2 separate regions of the Sus scrofa genome follow, and region 1 is linked to region 2. Evidence: chromatin contacts called from public HiChIP or PLAC-seq data. All regions are on one chromosome and are shown on one strand. The core of a region is the stretch at or near the end of the contact, and the rest is flanking DNA. Distances in the headings are between cores, read along the strand shown.

Evidence for each region. HiChIP or PLAC-seq counts read pairs in DNA pulled down with a chosen protein or histone mark.
Region 1: an H3K27ac HiChIP or PLAC-seq map of skeletal muscle shows a contact between it and region 2. The contact joins two enhancer-like sites. A contact is called at or near these places in 1 of 47 Hi-C or Micro-C datasets (liver) and 2 of 2 datasets of contacts at active chromatin or transcription factors (alveolar macrophages and skeletal muscle).

What each region holds. Positions count from the first base shown.
Region 1 is chr6:69,912,449-69,915,592 of Sscrofa11.1, forward strand. No RefSeq gene overlaps it. Among named protein-coding and RNA genes, the nearest start is that of SLC25A33, 21 kb to the right of the region's middle. Within about 2 kb of position 1,618, at least 9 of the 83 cell types and tissues checked have an H3K27ac peak or open chromatin away from gene starts, as enhancers often do. A contact at or near this core is called in skeletal muscle, where this site is marked.
Region 2 is chr6:69,680,735-69,683,445 of Sscrofa11.1, forward strand. The region is part of intron 3 of H6PD (GDH/6PGL endoplasmic bifunctional protein); the gene reads left to right. Among named protein-coding and RNA genes, the nearest start is that of H6PD, 16 kb to the left of the region's middle. Within about 2 kb of position 1,452, at least 4 of the 83 cell types and tissues checked have an H3K27ac peak or open chromatin away from gene starts, as enhancers often do. A contact at or near this core is called in skeletal muscle, where this site is marked.

The DNA.
Region 1 (3,144 bases), core at 368-2,867, 230 kb after region 2:
CGGAACATCTCAGTGGGAGGACCCCACGTTCCAAACCGGGGGGGGCGGGGAAGTGTCCACGTGGACATTTCTTAAGGCCGGGAGGGAATGAGTCATGAGGGAGTGGCACCGCAGAGCGAGAAGGACAGGCTCAGGCTTCCAGCCCCAGGAGGTGGCCACAGAGGGGACGCAGGGCCCTCTGGGTTTGGCACCAAGGAAGCCATTGGAGACCTTGGCAGGAGCGGTGTCAGTGGCGAGGTGAGAAGTCAGGCTGAGGGCAGATAAATGGTTTGGCTGAGAAAGGAAGACGACAGGTGATGCCACAGTGGGAGGTAACCAAGGCAATCGGAGAGAAGGGTTTTCAACGATGCTGGTGGGCAGGCGCCACGGCCAACGTCAAGCTCAGTTAAGACACAGAAGATGGAAAAGGAAGACAGATCCCTGGACACTGAGGGGCTGGAAGGAGGGCTGAGTTGGCGAAGCACAGGGGGTTTGGAGGGGAAGTGAAAGTGGGCTGTAATGGTGCTGAGATGGTGGGTGTGTGACACTGTACCTCGTCAGCCTCTTGGGGCTTTAGAGCACAGAGGGAAACTTAGCGGGGACAAATTAAAAAAAAAAAAAAATTAGGATGTTAGCGACCCCAGCGTGGAATCCCCACTGTGTTAGAGAAGCAGTTTGAAACCGCCCTGAAGGAGGTGGGCGAGAAAAGGGGCTGAAGTCGGCACAATATTGAAAATCAACTATACTTTAACTTTAAAAAATAAAGCTTTGGGGAGTTCCCGTCGTGGCGCAGTGGTTAACGAATCTTTGGACTGGGAACATGAGGTTGCAGGTTCGATCCCTGGCCTCGCTCAGTGGGTTAAGGATCCGGCGCTGCCATGAGCGGTGGTGTAGGTCGCAGACGAGGCTCGGATCCCACGTTGCTGTGGCTCTGGTGTAGGCTGGAGGCTACAGCTCTGATTGGACCCCTAGTCTGGGAACCTCCATATACTGCAGGTACGGCCCTAAAAAGACAAAAAAAAATTTTTTTTTTAATTAAAAATAAAGCTTTGGGAATGAATGGTAACCATGACTTTAGACAAAGTCTTTAGACAAAAGGGGCTATGGCGTTCCCACTGTGGCGAAGTGGGTTAATGATCCAGCTTGCCTCTGTGGCTTTGCCGGGTTCGATCCCCACCTGGGGCAGTGGCTTTAGGATCTGATGTTGCCACAGCTGTGACGTAGGTCAGAGGTGAGGCTAGGATTCAATCCCTGGCTGGGGAACTTCCATACACAGCAGATGTAGCCGAAAAAGAAAGGAAAGGCGGTGTGGGGGGGGTGGCAGGGATTGCGTGCAGCACTCTGCTCTTGTTGGTAAAGTTGTCTCTCCCCGAGCCCAGGCTAAGAATCCTGAACCACCTGGATAAATAAAAGAGTACAGAGATGATGGGGGGTGAGAGCCAGTTACAGATAAGACAGGGGCAGTGGGGGAGGAGGCTAGGACAAACCACATGACACTGGGTCAGCGTTGGGAGATGACGCTAGGAACTCGTGTTTAGTTAGCTTACAGAAATGTCAGTGGGTAAATATAGACATCATGGTTATGGGTCTAGCCAGGGGTTATTTATGTTTACACATGCCCTTGGCCCTTGAGAGGCTAGAAGCAACGACACCCAAGTGGCCAGAAACACACACAGCTGGGCTCCTAAGCCCATGCTCCTCTGTAACAGACACCAGGGCTCCTTGGAGAAGGGGCTGAGTCTGGCCTGGGGGAGGAGCCTGGAGCATCTCCTACAGCCGGAAAGTTAAGAAAGTGCTCCCTGACACAAAGTGACAGCACTAAGGCAAAGGGACACAGAGCCAACTGAAGGAGCTCCCCAGGGCAAACGTAGGAACAATTTGAACAAAAACAATCGTATTTCCTAACAACTCAAAGTGGGAAACAAATATCCATGAGTCCATTGTGATACAAATAAATTGAAGACGGCAGTCAAAGGGAAAGAGAAATCTCCCTTATGCGCGACTTCTAAATAATTGATATAGATTTTGTGGTTTTTTTGTTGTTTTTTTTTTTTTTTTTTTGTCTTTTTGCCATTTCTTGGGCCACTCCCGCGGCATATGGAGGTTCCTAGGCTAGGGGTCTAATTGGAGCCATAGGCACAGGCCTATGCCAGAGCCACAGCAACGTGGGATCTGAGCCGCATCTGCAACCTACACCACAACTCACGGCCACGCCAGATCGTTAACCCACTGAGCAAAGGCAGGGATCGAACCCGCAACCTCATTGTTCCTAGTCGGATTCGTTAACCACTGCGCCACGACGGGAACTCCTTCTGTAGTCGCTGGGTGCAGCCCCTGCTTCCTGGGCGGGAGTCATGCTTCACCTCTTAGAGGGATCAAAATCTATATCAGGAGTTCCCATCATGGCTCTGTGGTAACGACGAACCCAGCTAGTATCCGTGAGGATGCAGATTCGATCCCTGGCCTCGATCAGTGGGTTAAGGATCCGGCATTGCCGTGAGGTGTGGTGTAAGTCACAGAGGTGGCTTGGATCTCGCGTTCCTGTGGCTGTGGTGCAGGCCGGTGGCTATAGTTTTGGTTTGACCCATAGCCTGGGAACCTCCATGTGCCACATGTTTGGCCCTGAAAAAAAAGATAAGAAAAGAAAAAAGTTGAACTGTCTGTGGCTCGGGAGTGGCAGGCAGGGAAGGAGCAGACTGAGGGTCAGCCTATCCTTGTGAGCCCACGTGGAGCAGCCACCTGGAGGATACAGGCGCTTGGAGTCAGGCCCAGGTGGGCTCCAGGCTTCCAGCTTCATCTAGAGGAGGGCAGATCAGCAGGGACCAGTGAAGCCAACAGTTCTGAGAGTCCTGCCCCAATGTCTCTTTTCTTTTTCTTTTCTTTTTAGTGCTGCACCTGCCACATATGGAAGTCCTCAGACTAGGAGTTGAATCAGAGCTGTAGCTACTGGCCTATACCACAGCCATAGCAACACAGGATGAGAGCTTCGTCTGCCATCTACACCACAGCTCATGGCAACGCCAGATCCTTAACCCACTGAGCGGGGCCAGGGATCGAACCGGCATCTTCATGGACACTGGTCCAGTTCCTAACCCACTGAGCCACAAGGGGAACTCCTGATTGGTGGTGAGGTAATAGGATGATGTTTCCAGAATCTTAATTATC
Region 2 (2,711 bases), core at 202-2,701:
CTGAGGAAGCGCCCTGCTGCAGCCCCGTGGCCCAGGCCCTGACCCGTACTCTCCCCTCTGGGTCCTACTTTGGAGCCCCTCTCTCAGGGGGACCCTGCTGGACTCTAGTTCTGGCTGGAGAGCCAGAGCAGACACGGGGGGCCCAGCAGCCACCGCAGCACGGCAGTAAGCCCTGTGCCCAGCACATCAAGGCGTCGGCTGTGCCTTGTCCTAGGGTTGGGGATGGGACGCCGCAGGAGAGGCTGCCCGCCCCGCCAGAGGTCACCGTGTCTGACTGTTGTTTGGTGAGCTCAGCAGGCAAACTGCCGCAGTGGGACTGAGCGTGGCCAGCAAGTGTCCGAGGCAGGATTCTCAGCCTGCGGTCTGACCGTTAAGTTCCGCTGAAGGACAGAGTGGCGGCCTTCTTCCCCGCCCCCCCCCTCGCCCTGCCGCCAGGTCCCCATCCTGCTGCAGTTGTGTAGACCTTGCTAACTCCTTTGCTGGGAGCACGGAGCGACCCTGCTCCTGGTGGCAGCCTAGACTGCGGCCTGAGTGCTGGAAGGGGAGGGGCTGCTGGCCCAGGGACAGGGGCTCCTGAGCTCAAGGTGGTTTGGATTGCCCCCCACCCCCCCCCGGCCCCAGAATCCATGTCACGGTGGGGAGGCTGGCTTCCCCAGTGCCCTCCCTTCATGGCTGGGTGAGAGGTGTTTTCTCTGCTTCTGCCGCAGCCTCTGGCCCAGAGGAGTTTGCTGCAGAGGCAGGAGGGGGAGAGAGCGCAGGGGAGGAGGTGGGGGCAGAGTGTCCTCCTGCAGCCCCAGCGCCCAGCACCCCTCTGCAGAGTCCCTGTCCAGTGAGCCCCCAGGAGTCATAGAAACCCTGGCTACCCGCCCAGGGTCTCCTGAAGCAGCACGTGGGCTATACGAGGAGCGACCCTGGCTGGGCCCCTAGCCTGTGTGGGGAGAGGACCCCTGCCAGCCCTCATCACGGCCACTGGTCACCGGCCCCTGGGAAGGGCTCTGCTGGAAGGGGGCTGGGTGGTTCATGGACCGAGGTTCAGTTGCGTGGACTGGGCTGCCGTTCTGGGAGTGTTGAGATGTGGCCCCAGGTCTGCGGCGATGGCGCAGAACCCAGGCTTCTAACTGTGGAGCCCTCCACGCCCTCGGCCTTCCTGCCAGGATGCACTCCGGGCCGGCTCTCTGCTGCCCTAGTTTCCCCGCTGACTGCAAGGCTCCTTTTTTCTGGCAGGAGGAAGGAGGAAGGCTTTCTGAGGACGGAGTAGCTGTCCCTACTTTGCGAGGGTCCCTGTTCTGGCGCTGGCGTGATGCCCATTGACCACTGGGGGTGGGAGCGCCCATTGCCTGCCTCTCCCTGAGGGACCAAGGCAGCCAGCATCCTCCCAGGTCCACGCCAGCTGTCCTGCCTCCAGCCTGACATGCCAGAAGGGGCTGGGAGCTCACTCAGCAGGGCCAGCAGCGGGGCCATCTGCAAGGTGAGCCCAGGGCCCCCGCCAGCTCTCCTGACCGGGGAGCCTGCTGGCCAGCCCGGGGCTCACTCTCTCTTTGGCCCGCTCCCCTTGTTATTTTTAGCGGTCCTGGGAGCTGCTGGTAGAGATCACAGCTAGCTTTTCGTGGTTTTGTTTTAAAACCTGTGTTTTTGCGGGGAAAACCAGCATCTCCCACGGTGCGCAGGCGACGGGGACGGGGTTTCTGGCCCCAGCTCTGAAGGCTGCGTCTCCAGCACAGTCTCTAGTAAAGATTTCAACCCATCACCTGTCTCTCGGGATTGTTTGAAGGATTCGCACAGAAATGCAAATGGGGTTGCTGCTCTTCTTTCAAGTTGGGGGGCCAGCAGTGAGCTCAGCCTCTCTGGGCTCCGAGTGGCTCCTAGGTGCCTTTCGTCGGGTTATATAAAGACCCGGGACTGATCTGAGGTGCTCTGTTATGCCCATTCTTCACCCACTACCCTCTCTCTTACTTATGTATGTATTTAAATTTCCATGTATCGACAATCTACAAAATATATGTATCTTCCACCGTTTCTGTTCAGTTCTGTTTATAGCACAGAATATGAATTGTTCTATTATGAAGCATCTTGGTTGCTTCGACTTCTTACTTTTTTTTTTTTTTTCTTTATAGGGCGGCATATGGAGGTTCCCAGGCTAGGGGTTGAATCGGAGCTACAGCTGCTGGCCTACACCACAGCCACAGCAACGCCAGGTCCGAGCCACATCTGTGACCTACACTACAGCTCATGGCAACACCAGATCCTTAACCCACTGCGTGAGGCCAGGGATCGAACCGAAACGTCATGGTTCCTAGTCGGATGCGTTTCTGCTGCACCACAACACTTTCTGCTATTTTAAATAGTACTTTGCAAACTTTTTAAAAAAGTTGAATTATGATTCACCTACTGTAAAATTTCCCCTTTTTCAAAGTGTATAATTCAGTAGTTTTTAATATATTCACACAGTGGTGCAACCATCATCTAATTCTAGAACATTTATGAGCATTCTACAAAGTATTTTTTTCTTTAAGTGTACTTCTGAAGAGGAATGACCAGAAGGGTTAAAAACGACTTTATAGCTGTTATTACATCTTTCCAGACTGTTTCCTAGGAGATTTGCAATGGCATCATTCGTAACTGGTGGCGTCCCTACAGCTTTGCCCGTCTCGGGTGCCCCCACCCCTTTGTTCCCACCAGTCTGGGAGGTCTACACCTGCTGCCGGTCTCAG